4 separate regions of the Mus musculus genome follow, and regions 2, 3 and 4 are each linked to region 1. A link is a contact called in public Hi-C and Micro-C data. All regions are on one chromosome and are shown on one strand. The core of a region is the stretch at or near the end of the contact, and the rest is flanking DNA. Distances in the headings are between cores, read along the strand shown.

Region 1 (3,716 bases), core at 503-3,002:
TCCCCAGCTCCTAAGGGTCCATTTTGAAGACAATTTGCTTATATTTATGAAAACCCTCTTTCCAAATACAGAAACATTTAACAGGTGGGGCTGGAAGCTTTCAGCATAACTGTTTTAGGAAGAAGCAATCCAACGTATGACAAGTGCCTGGCTTAGGTTTAGTTTGAAACTGAGCTCCAATTCCAAAAGAAACATGCTCTAATTTTACTTCTAAATGTTTGCAATCAGTGCACTTTTTATAAGAATTTTCATTTTATGTGTAGGAGGGTTTTTTGTCTGCATGTGTGTATATAAGCTATGTGTGTGCAGTGCCCACAGAAGCCAGAAGAGAATTGTGTATGCCCAAGAATAGTTGGTCATGAGCTGCCACATAGTTGCTGGATATCAAACCTTCATCCTCTGCAAGATCAACAAGTGTTGTGCACTGCTGAACCAACCCTCCTGCCCATCTTAAGTTCCCTTAATAAGCTATGGCGTATTGAAAGTTTTGTCACTTGCATTCCTCCAGGATAATTATGTTATCACTTAGAAATAAAACAACACATCAGGACTATCAGGAAACTCAATGGTTACATGTACGCTTGTGCACACACAGATACACATGCATGCTTATGAACACACACAGGCACACATGCATGCTTAGGCACACACACAGGCACACATGCATGCTTATGCACACGCACAGGCACACATGCATGCTCATGCATACACACATAGAAACACAGGCACACATGCATGCTCATGCATACACACATAGAAACACAGGCACGTTTTTCTAATCTCTTATACACCTCATTTCAAGAATTTAATCAAATGCATCTTGAAGTATTACTCATGAAATGTTTTATCTCAGCTTTCCCCCTCCCCATTTAAAAGTAAACAAAGAGAGAGGCAGGGGGTGGGGGGAGGAATGATGGGAGAAGAAGAAGCTGACACACCTGCCGTGCAGACATTCGGCCTCCTTCCTCCACCTGTTTCCCAGTCTGACCTTTACCCAATGGTAGCCATGGAGGGACTCTGAAGTCCAGGTTTGGGGGAGTGTCACAAAGGCACATTGGTACAGTAGCCAACAGTATGGATTTGATCTGGGGCTGGAGTTGAGCTGCCCACTAGCTCATCCTGTGTCTTGAGTGATGGTAGTCAGTCTCCCTCAAATTGTGGATGTGATCTGGGAATGAAGAGATATCTGGAAAGTTCTTAGCCAGAGCCAGGCATCTAGGAGGTGCTCAATAAATGCCAGCTGGTTGGTGATGTATGAGCTGCTAAGTGGGTAGAGTTTTTATAGTGCTGTGTGTCCAATTGTGTGGTTCAAATTTATAAATAATTTGGAATAGAAGTAAGAACAAATAATAATTTAAATTAGTAGTTATAGGGGTTTTCTGTTTGTTTTGATTTTATTGTTATTTGTATGCTTTTCGATTTACACAACTATGAAGATTGAAGTCTAAAACATACGACCCTGGCCTCTCTGCTTGATGTTCCTGTGACACATCTGCCTTTGGCGCTGATCTTAGCAGGAGACAGGGATGCTCAGAGAGAACACGCCTGGAAGCAGGTGAATTTGCGCATGACTTTAGAAATCACGGACCACTTCTGGGCCTCGGTTTCCTCATCATAAAACAGGATTTGTTAAGAGCCAGGAGAACAGGACCTTCAAAAAAAGGTTATGACGCAGACCTTCAGAAAAGGCAAGTGTTGCTCATTTTCCATAACTGGTCTCCACCTGCTTCACGGCTTCCCTTTCCCACCACAAAAGGGGAAGCAAAACCAAGCCAGCCTGTGCGAGCATTGCCCCAGCTGGAAGCTAGCAGTGTAGCTCGGGCAACTGCGTTGCTTTTGAAAAATGGTCAGTCTGCTGAAGATCTGAGTTTAGTCACTTTGGGATTCTCCCTGGAGGGTCATCAAAACCCTTAGGTCTCTACAGTCTGCCCTGAAAGCAAGGTGGGATTGGTAGCTGCTAGAGCCACTTTGGGTCTGAGGGCTGCCTTCTGAGTTCCTTCTGCTCTGTACAACAGCAAGGTAAAAATAAAGTAATGCTTAAAGCCACATGTCACTTGATCCCATGGCTGTGAAATGCCTCAGGAGCTGAGAGTCCTCTGTGGGCATGTAGAAATGTAGTGCGCGTATATACACCTGGGCACACACACATTCACTTAAAACAGACAAACTGACAAAGGGATGTGAGAGTAGGGTCTTAGCTGCGTGGGGTGGGGGTGGGGGTGGGGGTGGGATGTAAAATGTAGAGTCACTGCCATACAGATTTCTCTCTGGGTGATGGAATATTCTGGAAATGGGCAAAATGATAGTTGCACATTAAGAACAAAACAGAAGCTGTTCCGTTTTATATTAGAAAAGAATGATTTTTTTTTTTAGAATGGAAATTACACCTCAATTTTTAAAAATAACTCACCAGAATTTAAGTTGCTCTCTCCGTGCTTCAGTTACTTTGTGCATACACTATTACAACTGGAATTTCTGGTGCTGTGGGAAAGGAATCAACCTTGCTGTGGGTCTGCTCCTGAGCTACTTTGTCGCCTGCTGCTGGTGTATCGATGCTTTAGTTATTGCTCGGCCTCAGTGTGAGCGAGCATGTCTCGCTTTCTTCTCAGTCTAGAAGATCGGAACGGTCCAGGAGAGTGAACTTTTCTATCTCCACGTCAAAATCAGTTTTTCTGTGTTGTAAAACTAGGTTGAGACTTTGGTAAGAATTTCATCTATTCTATGAGTCAGTCAGGGGGTGGGGGGGCTGTGATCCTAACTCCCTTAGGGTGTCTGTTGCTGGAATGAAACACCAGGACCAAGGGCAACCAGTGGAGGCAAGTGTTTGTTTCATCTTACTGCTTGTAACCCACCATCAGGGGAAGTCAGGCCAAGAGCTCCAGGCAGGAACCAGCAGGCAGAAACTGATGCAGGAGTCATGGAGGAGCATAGCTAACTGACTATATGACTTGCTTGGGCTTTTCTTACACACCGCAAGACCACCAGGAAGGGCACTGCCTACAGTGGACTAGGCCCTCCCCCATTGTTCACTAACTAAGGAAATGCCCTACAGTCTTGCCTACAGCCCAATTTTAGGGAAGGCATTTTCTGAACTTAGAGTCCCTCTTCCCAAATAACTCTAACTTGGGTCAAGTAAAAAAAAAATGAACTAGCCAGGATACTTAATATACTTAGTCTTCCAGGACATGTCTATTGCTTAATTTAGCTGTTGAGTTCTTGAAGTTGGATTTTGTGATTTCATCCATGTTTTATAATTCCAGCATACAGAATACAGGCCCTACCTATTGTTTTGTTAAAAGCACACATATATTTATTATTATTATTATTATTATTATTATTATTATTATTATTACTATTATTGGGGGAGAGACAAAGAGGAGAGGTGGGTAGGTAAACACAGTGCTCAAACATACCATGGCATTCCTGTCCCTTGGGACACTGAGTCCCAAGGATTGAACTCAGGCCTTCAAACTCGTGTTTGCAATCATTGTCTCCTCCTGTCCACTCGTGATCTGGGTAAATTCTGAGCTCCGTATGTCAGTCATGCTTGTGGCCACTCTGCCCAGCTTCGTACTTTAGTTATGCCGATGGCTACTCTGCTTGCTGACTTGACTTGGTTCTGAGAAGTATGCTTCTTATGGTTGTATAATTCCCTGAGGTTTTGTCTTTAGTGCATTTATTTATTTAATGGGATTGGGGGTGGCGGCTACAAGCTA
Region 2 (3,716 bases), core at 531-3,030, 230 kb after region 1:
CTGTAAATAAAAAAAATTAACTCAGCAGGACATCAGCAATGCAAGAAAGGCATCAGACCAGGCCAGGGGCAACCTTGCCTGTGCTCAGAAGGCCACAGTAAAGTTGCTTGAACTTTTCATACCGCCGAGTCCTTGGCTTGACAGTACAAATTTCTACAGCTCACCTGAGAAACCCCAAGTCTGGGGGAGCCCGAAACTCAGTACCTTAATAGTCCTTGTAGCTTCCAAGGTCTTTGAATGACAGTCTGTAACAGGAAGCCCTGACTGTTTGTGGTGATGTCAAAATGGAATCTTGATGTAACTTCAGGCGTACACGGAGCATCTGGTAGTTTTTGTGTCTTCTCGCTGGTGAGCAGTCCAAACACAGTGGATTTCCTAGTCGGCTTCCTCAGTTCTCCACATAGGACACTGCTAATTATATGAAATTCAGGGTATTCATTTTTTTTAAAGTTCAGGCCACAGTGCTAGGCTTAATTTGAGAACAAGTTAAGCTTTGGGATCTAAAATTTGGAATCTAAATTCTGAGCCATTAACTACAACCCAGTTTCTGTAAAACTATGTCTGTGAAGATCCGCATGGAAGACACGTCTGCTTCCCGGGACAAACAGGGTTCTGGCTCGGCTGCACAGCTCGGAGTATTTTCTGTCAGATCCTACCATCTTTTGGATGAAAGACTGATCTGGGTTCTCCCGTTTCTGAAGGCGTTCCCAGCTAGGATTTTTAAAAAGATTTTATTATTGTGTGTGTGTGTGTGTGTGTGTGTGTGTGTGTGTGTGTGTGTGTGTGTGTGTGTGTGTGTTTGTGGATGTGTGTGTGCATGAATGTAGATATCTGTACTCCTGTGTGTCTGTATGTGTGGTGTGTGCATGAACGTATGTGTGTGTGTGTGTGTGTGTGCTTCATGTGTATGTGTGTTTCTGTGTATATATGTGTGTGTTTCTATGTCTGTGTGCGTGTACGTGCCTGTGTGAGGGCACATGTACTCTCGTGTCTTTATGTGACTGCAGATACCCTCAGAGGCCAGAAGTACCTAATTACTCTGGAGCTGGAGTTAGAGGCAGTCTTGGCTACCTGAGGTGGATGCTGGGAAGAGAACTCTGGTCCTCTGGAAGAACACTAAGCACTCTTCACAGCTGAGTCATCTCTCTAGCTGAGATTTTCAAATCCCTTCCCTGCTTCAAACTCCCGTTCCTTCTAGAACATAAAGAAACTCCATTTCCCATTAACAAAGTAGCTCTCATAAAACCAGGGAATAAATTCACACACACACTCTCCCATCCACTATATCCTTGTGCATCCTTAAGCATTTTCATGCTAACAGCCCTAGCACTTCCCATCTTAGGACTGGTTGGTCTGTGGACCAGAGGATCAGCACTTGGTGGCTCTCAAGTGTTCTGCACAGGCATTCAGAAGCAAGCTTCTCCATGCCCAAGCTGTCCATCCCCTTATAGTTGGAACTCTTAGCCTTGGGACCCATGCAGAGGTGGGGAGTCCATTTAAGTCTGGTGGGGGTGGGAGGTGTAAGTTCCACCCCCACCCTTCCTGACACGCTCCTGAACCCTGGCCACTGCACCTGCTAGGTTCTCACTTCTCTGGGAAGCATCTAGAAACAGGACCTCTCACCCACCCCTCCCGGCTGGGCTCTAGGGTGGGGCCCTCACTACCTCTTTTCTTCTCAAAGAGCCTGGGATGCTGACAGCCTCAGATGGAGGCATCCTGTTTGTCGAAAAATAAACCGGCAGTTGAAGCCGGGTTGCAAGAGCGAGAAAACCGCAGGCCTGCGCGCCACTGATAACGTGGGCAGCTTGCTTTTGCAGCAGTTCCTAGCTGCAGCGGCCCTGTGAAGGCCTGTGTCACCGCCTCCCTTCCTGTCTCCTCCTCACACCATCCCTCCATCGCTCCTTGCTGGCTCTACCAGCCACTTGCTGGACCCTTCAGCCACTGGGACCATTGCTTTCCATAAAAAACTCCTTAGTGCAGTGCAGAGCTGATCAGAGGGTAGCAGGGAACCCTGACGCCTGATGGGTTGCTGACACCTGGGGGGGGGGGGCGCTACGGGAGTCGGGGGAATGGCAAGGCTTGCAGACCCTGGTCTTGAACTAAACTGTCTTGAAAATGACACATTTGGAACCTAGAGTTCTTGTCTTTCTGCGTCATGGGCTATTGTGACCTGGTTTTAATAGAGGAGAGAGGGAGGGAGGCAGAGAAGGAGAAAGAGACAGAGACACGGAGGAAGACAGAGACAGGCAGAGACGGACAGAGAGACAGACAGACACAGACAGAGGCACACAGTCAGACAGAGACACACAGAAAGATGGGCACAGAGAGCTGAAATACCAGATTCAAAAGCAAAGGGGACACCAGAGTCCAGCATGGAGATAGTTTTCCTTCTTGGAGTCATGTGCCCTGGCCTGGTTCCACGATGTGAATAACTGCGTGCCCATCTTCCTTCCCCTTTCAGGGGGTATTAAAAGCTCTTCCCCATTTGCCTGTTATCAGATAAGCTAGGCAGATGAGAAGTCAGTGGGTAACCGCTGGTATGACCACAAACTCACTGGGAACCAAACAGCTTGACCCTCCGAAGCAGAGAGTGGTATTGAGAATCAACAGGAAAGCTGCCTTCTTGGCTCCATAGGACCTACTTCTCAAAGTAGTGACAGTCAGTGTGGTGGTTACAACCTATAATCCCGGCTTTGAGGAAGCTGAGGCAGGGGAATTGCAATGACTCTGAGGCTGTGGTGGACTACAAAGTGGACACAAACATACACACACATGCACACACATGTGCACACACACACACACATATATACACACACATATGCACACACACAACCACTTAAGTGGACATCTTATGTCACAGCAAATGGCATCTAAGAGCTGATGTTAAATCATCCAAGAAGGGGCCACTGAGCAACACATGATGGCATCCCCTTTATCGCCGAGGGCCTTCTGGATCCTGACACCTAAGTTAGAGTTTCAAGTTCACCTTTGCTATTCTAGAGAACACGGGGAAAAGACCACCAATACCCTTCATCACTGTCTGTGTGTATCTGATGAATAAAAAGCCAGATAAATATGTTCTTACAACAGAAGGGGGACCAGAGGGAGGGCAGTGAGGTAAGGGGATTTGGAGAGTGCTAGAGATAAATATGAGCAAAATACTATATACATATACATGCACACATACACATATACACATATACATATACATGTGTGTTTATATACATAGAAATGTCATCGTGAAACCTGCTATTTTTATGCTAACTAAAGATTAATAACAAAAACAAAATTAACAAGGTGGTTGGAGAGACGGCCCAGTGGTTAAGTGTGTGCTGCTCTTACAGCTCCCCGCACTCACCCAGCAGCGCACAACCGCCTGCAATTCATATCAGGGCACCAACGCCCTCTACTGGCCTCTTGATGCACTGCTCTCACAAGGTGCACAGACACATATGCTGGCACTCATTCATACACATAAAATAAAAGTACAGAAATCGTGGTTGGGGGGAGGAATCCAGCCTATTCTTAAGGGCTTCTAGAAAAGCCCTGTGATTTTCCCATCCCCTCCTCCAGGAAGGTCTTTAAAATGGACCTCAATTCTGCTGAGCAAGTCCCCTGAGTGGCTGGCGCTGTGCATGGCTCTCCTCTGTACATGTCTGTCCTTTGGTGTGTTTCTCCCCACGGCCTCACTCTGGAGTGGCTCTCCTCATCTAACT
Region 3 (3,716 bases), core at 911-3,410, 200 kb after region 1:
CTGCAGTCTTGCTTGGACTTCCATGACTATCATCACAGGACTCACCAGGGACTCCCGCCTTTGTAGTCTGCCCCCTGCTGCCTCGCTGCAGCCAGGACCCAGAGGTGACAGCCTGCAGTGGGACCTGCAGGCCAGAAGTGGACCAGAAGGCTATCCTGAAAGCTTTCATCTGCCCGCCTTGCCCTATGGAGACCCCCAAAGGCAGAGAAATTCTGGGCATCTAAACCATCCTTGTGGGCATGAGGACGCTTAAGGCTAAAAGCATCTGGGAATTTCTGAAGTGAAATGACTACAGGATTAATCGGAGTGGACACTTAAGTGTCTCGATTTTGGGAAGTGAGTCACCTTCAAGAAGCCAGCTGCAGCTACAGGCTTGGATCCTGGGATCTCTCCAAGGCAGAGCAGGGGTAGAAGATAACACAACCTGGCTGGAGATCCTACTAGGGGATGGGGGCAGGGGTGGAATTTGTTTAAAAGCAACAGCACAGAGACTTGAATAATGGGGATTATATTAACAAGGGATTTGAATAATGGGGATTATATTAACAAGGGATTTGAATTGAGAGGCAACGTGAAGCGCACGTTGTGTTTAGATATTAATAAGCTTCATAAAAGACGGGCAGCCACTGTTTTTCAAGTGTGAGCCAAGTGTGGGTATTGGCTGCTAACTGCTCAGAGAGGCTGGGAGAAAGAAATGCCTAGGTTTCTAATTCCTGCCTAGGTTAAAATAGGATTAAGTAAAAATGGAGTCTGGTCCTTTGGAAAGACCTGTATCATTAATACCCTGGGTCTCTACTGTGTGTGCAAAATTATCTCCATGAAAACCAAATGAGAGTTCCCTCTGGGGCTCAGACTTAGAGAAGTACCTTGCATGCCTGGAATTTGGGACCCAGGGCTGGCACTTGGAGCTACGCTGCTCAAGGCCCAGCCTCTCATCGGGCATCACCTCGAAATGGAGGGAAACTGAACAGAGGAAAAGGAAGACCCAAGTAAGGAAAGGAAGGCCAGGCCCTGCCTGGGGATCCCAGGAAGACTAAGGCTTCACTTCTCAGCAAGTAAAACAGATAGAACGAAGAGGTCAATAGGTGGAGGTGAACAGAAGAGCTCACACCCACAGAATCATCTTGTCTTTATTGTCTGTCCCCTGACCATGTGACTTCTGGAGGCTGAAGGGCTGTGTAATATCCCCCTCCGGGGGCTGGCCAGGAGGAGGCAGGATCTTGGGTAGTCACAAGTTACTCTTCATGGATTCAAAGAGTAATTATCCCTAGCAGGGTGACTTGGCCCATTTCTTTGAGTGGAGCTCGGAAAGGCTACCAGTAGGCTTTATTGGTACAAACAATGAACAGATAGCTGCCCACAGGCCACAGCTCTGCTGAGTGAGGAAATTCTCCTCCTTTGCTCTCCACAAAACTTCCTAATGCAAGCGAGCGTGGGAACTGGTGCCAGTGTGAAGAGAACGCCACTGTTTCCTCTACTTACCAAGAGATGTCCATGCTAAGCCTATCCGCCAAGGGGAAAGCCAAGGACAACATCATTTGGGTTTTGATCAAAGTGGTCTTTTCATCCCACAATTAAAACGTGTCATACTGTTCCCAAGCTTTGAGATGTCAGTAGGTTGCCAGCCTAGCCCTCCCAGGATCAGCCACTCACGGAAAAGGGCTCTTGGTCTTCTTTTCTAACTTTTCTGTCTCACTTGCTTTCACCAAGAACCCAGCTCTCCCGAGCTGGTGCCCAGCATTTAAGTGATGAGAGCCGCATCCGGGCTCAGCAGCAAGTTGGTGCCAACGTTGAATTGCTGTTGAATAAACAGCAAGGCAATCTTTATCTAAATAATCAGTTGTTCCTCAAACCACAAATAACAACAGGATCTGAAAGCCACCAAATCCGCACAGGACAGAGAGAGCAAGAAAAGACTGAGGCAGGGGATTTCTGTTTGCTTGTTTGTTGTGCTTTTTTTTCTCTTACAGCCCCTCTCTGCTAAGCTCTGCTCAACTGTTTCCTTACACAGCCTGGGGGAGGGCAGGTGGAGGGCAGGAAGGGCATAGCTCAGAAAGTTTAAAAAAAAAAAATTGACATCACTTAAGTCACGTGATTGGCAAGAGCCAATGGCGGTGGGCTGTGGAAAGGGGAACAGTTAAATTTGTAATTTGGGTTGTGTGAAAACTTCTTTGGACCTCATAAACAACCACAGAACCACAAGTTGGGTAGCCTGGCAGTGTCAGAAGTGTAAGCCCAGCACAGTGGTCAGCAGGCAGGACGAATCACACTGAATGCAAACCACAGGCTTTCGCAGAGCGGTGAGCAGTTCAACCCACAGCATAGGCGGTGCTTTCGTCTTTTTTTTTTCCTTTTTTTAATCTTTAACAATTTGAATATTTGTTTCTGCAATAATTCTTTCCCCCACCCCCACCCCATAGGACCCATGGAGTACCAGAAGTGTTAGGGTTGGGGGTAGAAAGAGACGTGGGGAGCCATGGTGGGAGGTGAGGTCAGAGTAAGTGACATTTCTTGGTTTTTGCTCTGAAGGTGAAAGAAATTATAGAATCCCCCGCCTTCAGGAGAGGTGCGTTTTCGAAAGGAAACGATGGCTTCAGACAGCATTTTTGAGTCATTTCCTTCATATCCACAGTGCTTCATGAGAGGTGAGTACGCTGGTCTTTTTTATATCTGATTTTGCTCAGCTTTGCGCAGACTAAGATGGCAGCCCGTGGACCCTCCGGTGCCTGCCTGAAGTCCCTGCCTGCTTGTGGGGGGAGGAATTCAAACAGAGGCTGTTGACTCTGAGACCACGAGATTATTATTTGTCAGACGCCGTGCTGCGGGGATGTTTTAATAAATGCTTAGGCTGTTGAAATATTTGGTCGCTGGGTGAAAGTTGTGTCAAGTGCTCTGAGCCGCTCTCAGTTAAAGTCCCAGAGATTAGAAGGCTGGCGCGGAGGACACTCTTTGGGTTTTATCTGGCTGTGCCTTGCTCTGAATGATTCGCTTGCACTTACTCTGATGGCAGCAAGCTGTCTGGCCCTGGTTCTGAGTTTGGCTTGCCCCTGGGTTTAGCAGGCTCAGTACTTAGCTGGCCGGAAGAGCCGGTGCCAGCAGAGTGGTCTCCGAGAGGCAGCTCACAGGTATACCTTGGATCAGTGCGGAGATTTCAGGGCCAAAGTGGCAAGTCCACAGAGGGCAGGATTTGGGCAGACTCGTTCTGGGAAAAGCCATCAGAAGATGCTGTGTTGTGCTGTGGTTTTTCTTTCAGCCTCAATTGAAAGAGGCAGCCGGCATTGCTCAAGACAGAAAGCCAGCAAGTTGTGGTACACAGTCTCTCTCAGAAAGAACTATGAAGCCATTTCCTAAGTCCACGCACTGTCACAGCAGAAATTACTAGATTACAGACTTATGGGTTGGCACCACGTAGGTCCCTGAACCTTCCTGCATTTTTTACAGCGGCCTTATGGAACTTACAATGCTGGAGTTCAGCCATAGTGCCCATGTGGGCTTGGTGGGTCTTTCAGGATGAGGACTGAGCTTAAGTAAAGAAAAACAGTGGCATAAAGAGCTCACAAAGACGTGGCCGTGTATCAGGACGTGTAGCTTGTGGTATGATGCTCTGGCAGAGCTAAAATGGAGTGGGATGGGATGGGGAAGAAATCATTTGTTTTCTGGATACAAATTATGTGCACACCCAGCCAGTATCTGTGAATCATTATTTATTCATACAG
Region 4 (3,716 bases), core at 624-3,123, 160 kb after region 1:
AAAGCCTTGCTTCATGAAGGAATGAACTAGCTCTCTGGCAAAGGGGAAGCAGGGTGAAGGATCGTCCTGATCTTGAGGATGATAAACATAATCTGTATCTTATTTATAGTGATTTCTAAAGCTCATCTAACTTCACACTTAAAAACAGTGATGTTACAGAGCCACACGCCAGGGCAGGTCCCGTGCCCAGTAGTGGCTGGCTAACACAATATGAACTCAAGGGTATTTTTGTGGGTTTTTGGTTGTTGTTGTTGTTGTTGTTGTTGTTTTCATATTGCTTTGTTTCAGAATTTCTGTTTTTGTCATAATGGTCTTTTAACTACTTGGCTTTTTGTTGTTAATTTGTTTGATCTTCAGTTTTTGTGGTTTGAAAGGGCTGTTTCCTGCTTGATTTTGTTTCTTAGAGGTCTCCCCCCCCCCGCCCCTGCCCCCAAGGAATAGAGACAGAGAACATAAAGTTGGGTGTATTGGAAGGTGAGGATGATCCGGGAGGATTTGAAGAAGGGGAAACATAATCAAAATATAATTGTATGAAAAATAACACATTAAAAAATACAGTAAGAAGCAACAGAGTGGTGGTAGGCACAGCCACTACGAGAACATGGCAGAGAGGAAGAAAGGAAAGGGGCTGACGAGAGGAAGCCTGCTCAGAAAAAAGGAACATGATAGAGACAGGCTTCCTGGAAGCCTAGAGTGGGGAATTATAAATAGACAAGGCAAGATGATAAAAAACATGACCAGTGTGCAAGGAAGCTTGAAGTGGTCCCTTCCAGGAGGTAAATGTGAGAATGAAGACAAAGTTCTGGTAAGTCTGCAATGTGCAAGGATGAAGGTGCTCCTGTGACCACGCATGCCTGGACTGGAGGAGGCCACAGTCAAGGGCAAAGAAGGTTATCAAAGCTAGACCAACTCTCTCAGAGCAGAATACCTAGACTGGCTTCCTGGTTGCATAGCCCATAGCTGTTTCTTCATGCCCTGGTTTTAGCTGTCGACTTAACATAGACTAGAGTCACCTGAGAAGGGGGTCTTAACTGATAGATCAGCAAGATTAAATTAGCCTATCAGACAGAATTGGCCTATGGGAATATCTGGAAGGCATGTGTGGTCTTGATTGTCAGTTGACGTATGAGGGCCCAGTCCACAGCGGACAGGTGGTCTTGGGGTGTATAAGAGAGCTGTCTAAGAAGGCTAGAGAGGTGGTGATATGGCTCAGTGGTTAAGGGCACTTGCTGCTCTTGCAGAAGACCTGAGTTCAGTTCCCAGCACCAATATGGTGGTTCACAACCATCTGTAATTCTAGTTCTGGGGACTCTGATGCCCTCTTCTGGCCTCCCTGGGGTGCGAGGCAGACGAGTTATTCAGACTCAGGTCAGGCACAAACACTTACACACGTAAAATGAAAATTAGATCAGAAAGAAGAGAAAAAGAAAGCAGAGCATGAGCCATGAGTTCCTCCAGGCTTCCTGTCGTAGCCTCTGAGGCTGGGGAGAGCTCCCCAGTCAGGCTAGTTAATCCACATAGACTCAGCTGACACCCTTCAGTGACAGACAGTGCCCTGAAAGAGTAAATAAACCCTTAACTTCCTGAAGTGCCCTTAGTCAGGGGGTCTCATCAGAGCAACAGCAATCGAACTAGAACACCTCCCAATCTTGTGTTCCAGACATTGAACAGAGTTCTCTTTGTTCTCAAAGTAGGTCAGTCCTGTTCTCAACACAAATGTCTGAACCAGCTGTGGGGGTCCTACTTGTCCTCACTGATCGTCTTTGAGAGACAGGAACATAATTAGGTCTCCACACTGAGAGGAAGAGGGAAGCAGAACGGGATTCGCTTTCTAAATCAAAAGACAACAACATCTGCATCAGCTCCTTCCTTCCTGTTTGTGGTGCTGAGAGGAGAACGCCTTGTGGGGGTTACGTCAGCCATCTTGTGATCATGAGGTGATAAATATGAAGTTTTGTTTTCCTGTCCAACTGGTCAAAGACCACAGAGAGGAAGAATAGAAAAGGCTTGGGTCCCTGATGACAGAAGCCATCTGCTGCACCAGAGGTGAAACCATCCACCCCCGCTCTTGAAGGATGACAAAGAGGATGACATAGTTCCCACACTGCTTGAGCCATGATGCTTTCTGCTTGTTGGCATCGGTTCACCAATCCACGTGGCAGCACCAGTGCAAAGACCCTTAGGTCCCACAGCAGAACCTGACCATGACCTTTACAGCTGTGTCTACAGCCCTCACCCTTGAGGCTCAACAGTGAATCAGAAAGAATATAGGAGTTAGCAATGGTGAAAAGAAGGGAAACCTACTCTGGGCTCAGGGGAGAATTTTTTTCTCCCGTGTGGACTACCAAGGGCATGGCCAGTAGCAGAGGCAGGCAGGATGATCAATTATCTCTGGGATGTGGAAGAAATATGTGTGATTGTGAGTGCCAGAACATAGAGGATTTGATATCTAGGGAGGAAGGTCTGACTTGTCAAAGGATATTTCAAATTTGTAGAGAATACACCTGAAGTATTTTAAAATTCAACACAGATCATCCCAACTCCCTCATCTTGGGAGGAGCACAGGTGGTTTGCAGGTACATCATCCTTGTAGGATCTGAACAGGGGGCTCGGAGAGAAGCTGAGATCTGTACATCCATTGTGACCACTGACAATTGGCCTCAGAGAACGCCAAGGGGATGGAGTCTCTGGTCTCTCTTGGTGCCACTGAGTTTGGATAATGAGCTGGTCTCTTCCTCCTCCTCTTCCTTCTCCCCCATCTTCCTCCACTTCCCATGTTCTTCCTCCTCCTCCATCTCTTCTTCTTATCTTTCCCATGCTCCCCATGCTCTCCCTCCTCCTCCTCATGCTCCTCCATTTCCCATACTCTCTCTCCTCCTCCTCCTCTTCCTCCTCCTCCCCATGCTCCTCCATTTCCCATACTCTCACCCCTCCTCCTCTTTCTCCTCCTCCCCATGCTCCTCCATTTCCCATACTCTCACCCCTCCTCCTCTTTCTCCTCCTCCCCATGCTCCCCCACTTCCCATACTCTCTTTCTCCCTCCTCCTCCCCATGCTCCTCCATTTCCTATGCTCTCCCTCCTCCTCCTCTCCCTCCTCCCCCTATGCTCCTCCACTTCACATGCTCCTCCACTTCCCATGCTGTCTTTCTTCCTCCTCCTCCCCATGCTCCTCCACTTCCCCATGCTCCTCCAGTTCCCATACTCTCTCTCCTCCTCCTCCTCTTCCTCCTCCTCCCCATGCTCCTCCATTTCCCATACTCTCTCTCCTCCTCCTCCTCTTCCTCCTCCTCCCCATGCTCCTCCATTTCCCATACTCTCGCCCCTCCTCCTCTTTCTCCTCCTCCCCATGCTCCTCCACTTCCCGTGCTCTCTTTCTCCCTCCTCCCCCTATGCTCCTCCACTTCACATGCTCCTCCACTTCCTATGCTCTCCATCCTCCTCCTCTTTCTCCTCCTCCCCATGCTCCTCCACTTCCCCATGCTCCTCCACTTCCCATGCTCTCTTTCTCCCTCCTCCCCCTATGCTCCTCCACTTCACATGCTCCTCCACTTCCCATGCTCTCTTTCTTCCTCCTCCTCCCCCTATGCTCCTCCACTTCACATGCTCCTCCACTTCCCATGCTCTCTTTCTTCCTCCTCCTCCCCATGTTCCTCCACTTCACATGCTCCTCCACTTCCCATGCTGTCTTTCTCCCTCCTCCTCCCCATGCTCCTCC

What was found. Hi-C and Micro-C count contacts between places; a contact is called where the count stands out from the background.
Region 2: a contact with region 1 is called in a Hi-C map of bone marrow-derived macrophages, with 4 times the contacts expected there. The contact joins two enhancer-like sites. A contact is called at or near these places in 3 of 484 Hi-C or Micro-C datasets (bone marrow-derived macrophages and pre-pro-B cells), 5 of 115 datasets of contacts at active chromatin or transcription factors (bone marrow-derived macrophages, microglia, pro-B cells and 1 more) and 1 of 9 other capture datasets (embryonic stem cells).
Region 3: a Micro-C map of macrophages shows a contact between it and region 1, with 6 times the contacts expected there. The contact joins the promoter of Runx1 here to the enhancer-like site in region 1. A contact is called at or near these places in 5 of 39 promoter capture datasets (the C10 cell line, HPC-7-derived erythroid cells, liver and 1 more), 2 of 15 datasets of contacts at CTCF or cohesin (large pre-B cells and pro-B cells), 16 of 484 Hi-C or Micro-C datasets (B cells, DN3 thymocytes, the G1E-ER4 cell line and 11 more), 14 of 115 datasets of contacts at active chromatin or transcription factors (DN3 thymocytes, the HPC-7 cell line, the SCID.adh cell line and 9 more) and 4 of 9 other capture datasets (adipose tissue, embryonic stem cells, liver and 1 more).
Region 4: a contact with region 1 is called in a Hi-C map of bone marrow-derived macrophages, with 8 times the contacts expected there. The contact joins two enhancer-like sites. A contact is called at or near these places in 13 of 484 Hi-C or Micro-C datasets (the 63-12 cell line, B cells, the HPC-5 cell line and 8 more), 11 of 115 datasets of contacts at active chromatin or transcription factors (the 230-238 cell line, CD8 T cells, the HPC-7 cell line and 6 more) and 1 of 9 other capture datasets (bone marrow-derived macrophages).

The regions. Positions count from the first base shown.
Region 1 is chr16:93,026,892-93,030,607 of GRCm38.p6, reverse strand. No RefSeq gene overlaps it. Among named protein-coding and RNA genes, the nearest start is that of Gm41499, 72 kb to the right of the region's middle. Within about 2 kb of position 1,752, at least 91 of the 459 cell types and tissues checked have an H3K27ac peak or open chromatin away from gene starts, as enhancers often do. A contact at or near this core is called in the 230-238 cell line, the 63-12 cell line, B cells and 14 more, where this site is marked.
Region 2 is chr16:92,799,820-92,803,535 of GRCm38.p6, reverse strand. The region is part of intron 2 of Runx1 (runt related transcription factor 1); the gene reads left to right. Among named protein-coding and RNA genes, the nearest start is that of Runx1, 24 kb to the left of the region's middle. RefSeq lists enhancers at 1,652-1,886, 1,508-2,040. Within about 2 kb of position 1,780, at least 132 of the 459 cell types and tissues checked have an H3K27ac peak or open chromatin away from gene starts, as enhancers often do. A contact at or near this core is called in bone marrow-derived macrophages, microglia, pre-pro-B cells and 1 more, where this site is marked.
Region 3 is chr16:92,824,518-92,828,233 of GRCm38.p6, reverse strand. Runx1 (runt related transcription factor 1) reads left to right here and starts at 2,160. Exons shown (of 8, transcript NM_001111021.2): 1 at 2,160-2,300; 2 at 2,530-2,645. The coding sequence starts at 2,588.
Region 4 is chr16:92,865,703-92,869,418 of GRCm38.p6, reverse strand. No RefSeq gene overlaps it. Among named protein-coding and RNA genes, the nearest start is that of Runx1, 41 kb to the right of the region's middle. Within about 2 kb of position 1,873, at least 86 of the 459 cell types and tissues checked have an H3K27ac peak or open chromatin away from gene starts, as enhancers often do. A contact at or near this core is called in the 230-238 cell line, the 63-12 cell line, B cells and 7 more, where this site is marked.